Regions from separate parts of the Mus musculus genome. Here region 2 is linked to region 1. The links are chromatin contacts, called in public Hi-C maps. All regions are on one chromosome and are shown on one strand. Each heading gives the region's core, a stretch centred on a gene start, on an enhancer-like site or on the middle of the called end of the contact. The rest is flanking DNA. Distances are from core to core; before and after follow the strand shown. Region 1 has its middle 53 kb from the start of Dmrta2os. Region 2 has its middle 33 kb from the start of Spata6.

Region 1 (2,700 bases), core at 144-2,643:
TCTGCTTCAGCACAATGTTCCTTCATAAGTCTGCCTCAGCCATTCATCTGTGTCCACTTCAGGAAAACACTCCTTCACGTGTTTGCCCCAGCCAAACACCATCCAACACAACTGACTTTGCAAAGAACCCTTACATGTCCACTTCAGGGCCCCTGCTTTTCTACTCTTGAGCAACCTCCAGTGGAAACAGCCCCTTACAATTCGGAAATCAATTCCAGTTTACATAAAAATTCAAAATAGTTTATGTTTATTATTATTATTAATAATTATTTGCACAGAAGCACCTATGGTATAGCATTGCATCCGCCTTATTGTTGCCGCTCCTATATCACACACAAATATAATCCCAGAACTGCCTGAGAGGAAATTCAACACGTTACAGCTCTTTGCCTCTAAATGCTTTAAGGCATGTATTTTAGGAGTAGCTTCAACACACTTAAAAGATTGATTCAAAAGTTTTCTCAATTATTGACTGTTATAGACTGAACGATGCCCTTCTAAAGGGGTCCCTATCATAAATACACTTCTGTTGTTTAAGACACTCAATCTGGAATGATTGGTTAAAAGCAGGAGAAACCACTCCTGAAGCTTTCATGAAGCCCCGGAGCCCTGTTGTATTTCGTTGTCATGTTTCCTTAGCTCCTGGTGGCTTGAAGCAGGCCCTCAGTGCTCCTCAGTCTTCTATGACGGTGACACTTTTGAAGACACAGTGTGCCACTCCCTGCACCTCTTCCTCCTCCAGGCCCCTTTTCAGAGGATTCGTTGCTCACTTTGGGCTGTCTGATGTTTCCCGTGATTCGCGTTGTTGTCTAGAACCCTGTGTAAGCACCGCGTCTTCCTCAGGATAACACCTGGAACTTCTTGTGGCCAGCTGCCTCTCATCGGAGATGCTGATTTCAGTCTCGTAGTGTATATGGAGGGTTCATGCTCTTTTATATTTTTAGGATTTGGAACCACTGGGAAGCCGCCTGTCCACCCTGCTCATCTGCATCACACACGGTGGGAACTAACACAGTTTGTATCGTGGTTGTCATTGCTCTGCTGGGCACTGGACACCAGGAGACAAGGAATACCTGATCTCAGTTCTTGAGGACCACACAGCCTCCTGAGGAGCTGCTAGGCCTGGGGGGGGGGGCAGCAAGTAGACTTCTTCATTCACTCCTGTGTTCATTCACTGCACAGATATCTGAGCTCCTAGTGGGCTGGGCTGAGATACAGTTTGTACAGGGGAGAACTGGTGTCTATGTCCATGGTGCTTAGAGTCTTTGCGTGAGATGCTACACCCCAGCACCCAGACCTGGGTCTCTCATGTAAATAAGGGCTGACTAGGTGACTGAATTGCTGCCCTTCATGATGGCATGAGTTCTTCTCTGCAGGTACTGCTTTGCCTGTGTTCTTGTAACAGGCGAAGAACTGAGTTCCAGAGAGAAGGGACAACTCTCTGTCCTTCAACAGCTGGCCTTGGGGATTGTCACTCCCAATCCTTCCCAGCAGAAGTAGGGCATCAAGTTGGTTTGCTGTCCGTGGGCAGCTGGTGGTTGGTTATTTTGGAAGCAGTCTATTCTCCTACCTTCCTGTAGGCTGGGCTGCCTTCTCCCCCCATTGTGCTCTGGGGCTTGGGGCCCCCTGATTAGGCCTGTGGTTATTTAGTCAGCGATAATATTGGATTTACTTTCATCTCTGAATTGCATCAAATGTCGCCAATGACATTTAGCTGACACACAAGGAGGAGGCTGGCATTTTTAGGCTGTCAGCCTGCTACAGATGTAGAAGGGGATTGTGTTGGGGCATCTGGTTTATTGTTAATTAGATGGAGCCAGTGAGGTCTCTTTAGTGAGTGGGTAGATAAGCTCTTGCATAGCCCCTGCTTCAGACTGACTTCAATCTCCTCCCCACCCCCGGAAATGAACATGGCCTTGCCAGTTTTCCCACTGCGATGGGGACAGCATACAAGAAGTTTGGGGAGCAAGTGACAAAGTGTGTTGTCCTCCACCTGCAAGAATATTCATACCTCAAGCCAGGCCCAGATGACTACTGTCGTTCTCTTTTGCAACTGGAGGAGAGGGTGAAGGGAAATGAGGAAGTTGCTTGCCTGATTTGAACATCTACCTGTCTGCAGATGTCTCTGGGATGTTTCTAAATGTCTCAACCTTGGTGTGCTTCCTTGGTCTCTTGCCTTCAGTCCTCCTGCCCCCATCTGTCAACTGTAGAGATAATCAAAGTCCTATTTGATGGGGGCTGTTGTGAAAAGTAGGAGAATTAAATATTCGGGGTGCTTCGAGGGGTGCCTGGTGCTCAGTGGGCCCCATTTACCTTTCTCTAACCCCCTCTGGAACCACTACAGTGAACAGGAACTGGCGTGCTATGGACATATGCGGTGCAGAAGACACCTGCTTTCCCTCAAGGACATTAAAACCTTACGAAGGGGATAGACATCTCCACTGACACTCTCCAGAGTCTTGGGAAGGGTTGTTTTACAATTCTGGGTTCATGAGACGAGAGTTTTCTGAGTCCACGTTTAAACATTCTCTGAATTCATACTGTTTACATTCAATGAGTCTTTGGTTCTGTATGATTCTAAGTGCCAATAGGTGATCTGCAGTGACAAAGACTTTCCTTTTTCATTAAACTTGTCTCCTCATCCCAAGGACACACAGACTATTTCCCAACTTTTCTGACAGTTAGGTGGGTGTAGGGAGC
Region 2 (2,700 bases), core at 57-2,556, 1.7 Mb after region 1:
GGTTTGAGTTGAACTTTTAGGTGTTCTCATGTGATACTCTGCATCCGAAGAAAAAGAAGCCCAGGTAGGTATCCTAAGACACATGTCTCCAAGAGCAATGACCAAATGTTCTCTTCTTCTGATGTTCTGAACAGCCCACCCCTTCATTCTTGCTGCCTGCCAGGTGCAGATCAACTAGGAACCCTTTGCCCCAGTTGTGTGTTGGGCAGGCTGCAAAGCTTGTTTATTAGTGAAATGCATCTGATCAGAGAGGCCTGCCTGACAAGTTCATTACATATCAATTTAATTAGCTGATTTACATTTAATTTACATTTCAATTAATGTCTTTAGCAACAAAATGCTGCCTTAATAGGGTAATTGCCTGTTAGGCAATATGTAAAAGAATAAATAGTCGCATTCTGAGGAAGAATTCCTATTTTCAATTTTTTATTACCATAAATAACTGAAATAATTATTGCTCTTAAGGGCCACGTCCTCTTTTCCTTCTGGGCCTAATTATAAAGACTTAGTACCTCATTAAGCAAAATGGTTTTGGAGTCACAGAAAAACATTACTCTGATCGTGACTCATTAGTTTCAACAAAAGAGGGGGAAACTGTGATGGTAGGCACATTTGGGGGGAGTGGGGCTCATGTCCTTCCTGAACCATCCCAAAGTGACTGCACAGGTGTGCTTGCACCTCCTGGGGTGTTGGTTGGAGGGCGATTCACAACAGTCTGCTCCAAGTATTTCTAAAGACAAGAGACTCAGGACCTCTTGAGGCAGATGGTACAAACTGCTAGGTTTTTGTTTTTTGTTTCTTCCTTGCATAACATAAACTCTGTCCCTCTCCTTAAGACAGTTGTGGCCAATTCCTACTAGAAAAGAAGTTTTCCAGAGGTATAATAATAGCATTGTCCTAAGAGAAGCCAGCTGGCAGCTATGCTTGAGTGTGACACAGGGCTAGAAGAGATCTGACACCTTCAGAAGGAAGGTCAAATTATCTAAAAGTGGGAAGATTGAAGCGGTCTTGGAAATTCAACAGGAAAGCTGGCAAACCCGGGGGATACACTAAGGGAAGTGCAGGGTAAATTTGGCTGTGTGGTCCAACAGGGTCAAAGGACAAATGAGGCTGGCCTTGAGAGTTCGCTCGGTGTCTTCCAGGAAGCTGAATTCCCGAACACATGTGAGAAAGTAAATACTGAAAATGTATGAGCCTTGGAGCGGGAGCTATTTAGGCTCCTGCTGTCCTCCCCAAGTCTCGGCAAATCTCACTAGTCTCTCCTCAGCACAGTTTCAAACCTCCCCTTTCTTTTGAGTTCTGCAGTGGTGCTGTCCACAGCTCAGCACAGTGCCACCGCGTGGAATCAAGATGCAACAGCAGGAGAGATACACCGATGTCCTTTTGGATTTCATTTAGTTAATCAAATCAATGTAATGCCGACTCAAAAAAGGGAAAAAGAAAAAGAAAAAGAAAAGAAAGAAGAAAAAGAAAAACAAAGAAAAAAGAAAGAAAGGAAGGAAGAAAAAGAAGAAAGAAGGAAGACAGTGGGCTGCCAGGAAGTTGCTGCAATGAGGAGTAAGAGAAAGATGACTTTGTTATTTAACTAAAAAACGGGAATATGTTTTTCCTGTAATATTTTGGCAGCATTCGCATCAATAAGCCTCAGCATCTAGCTCTCTTCCAGTTCAGAACCAGCTAGTCCATGGCAGCGCTTAGTAAAGAAAGGAACACGTAGTCCACATTCCTTCTTCCTAAATGTTATTTCTAAGATTCCTTTTCACATTTCCCCACCACCACCCTGAGGATGAGGTTTTCAGATCCACAAACACCTTTCCCATTGCCTCTGGAAGCTATCAGGCGCCACAATCTGAAAGAGGGAAAGCAGCAGGATGGCAGCAGTCTCTGTCCCCAGCAGGGGGCGCTCAAAACTTATGCTCTGGCTACCACGTTTCTCCTCTAAGCTCTGCCCTGGAAAAGCAGGAACTCAGCTCTCACAGACCCAACCTTTTTACTACGAAGGCATTTTGAACACTCTCTTCTACATGAAAGTCACATAAAATATATACATACTTGCATAATCAACTTTCAAAAACATATACAATATTCTAACACACTGGAGAAACAAACTAATTGTAACATGCAAGAGAATAACATGCATATCTGCATCTAAATCACATGATAGGATGGCATAAAAAGCCACAACGAAAAATCTGTAGTCTCAGCTGAGGCAGGAGGATCTCTTGAGGCAGTATTTCTTGTCCAGCCTATGCATCTATGCACACATGTAGGAACACACACAGACACAGTGGCAGAAGTTAAACAGACTTAATAAAGTAGCATAAACTTCGATCTCTTCCTCTGATTTTCAAATTGGGAGCTGCAGATGCTACTGACTCCACCAGAAATGTTGAGTGGGTGATTCACACGCGACCACAGCTGTCAGTGCTAAACTTTCTAAACTGCAGAGCAACTCTTGATAGAATTCTGAGCAAGACAATTTCTCAGTTTTGATATTGGGAAGACATCTTAAAACACGTCTTCTCTTGATTTAGAAGGAAGTAGTATTGCTGGAAAATGGTTTGATGCATCATGGAGAGAAGACTGTGGTGTGTGTGTGTGTGTGTGTGTGTGTGTGTGTGTGTGTATGTATGTATGTGTATGTGAGTGTGTGTGAGAGAGACAGATAGAGACAGACAGAGATACAGGGAGGAGAGAGGA

The links. A called contact is a pair of places that touch in the nucleus more often than the background predicts.
Region 2: a Hi-C map of the N1E-115 cell line shows a contact between it and region 1, with 5 times the contacts expected there. The contact joins two enhancer-like sites. A contact is called at or near these places in 4 of 15 datasets of contacts at CTCF or cohesin (the NIH/3T3 cell line, large pre-B cells, pro-B cells and 1 more), 32 of 484 Hi-C or Micro-C datasets (the 3T3-L1 cell line, B cells, the Ba/F3 cell line and 22 more) and 4 of 115 datasets of contacts at active chromatin or transcription factors (astrocytes, bone marrow-derived dendritic cells, embryonic stem cells and 1 more).

Annotation. Positions count from the first base shown.
Region 1 is chr4:110,031,433-110,034,132 of GRCm38.p6, forward strand. No RefSeq gene overlaps it. Among named protein-coding and RNA genes, the nearest start is that of Dmrta2os, 53 kb to the left of the region's middle. Within about 2 kb of position 1,394, at least 1 of the 459 cell types and tissues checked has an H3K27ac peak or open chromatin away from gene starts, as enhancers often do. A contact at or near this core is called in the N1E-115 cell line, where this site is marked.
Region 2 is chr4:111,685,940-111,688,639 of GRCm38.p6, forward strand. No RefSeq gene overlaps it. Among named protein-coding and RNA genes, the nearest start is that of Spata6, 33 kb to the right of the region's middle. Within about 2 kb of position 1,307, at least 67 of the 459 cell types and tissues checked have an H3K27ac peak or open chromatin away from gene starts, as enhancers often do. A contact at or near this core is called in the N1E-115 cell line, where this site is marked.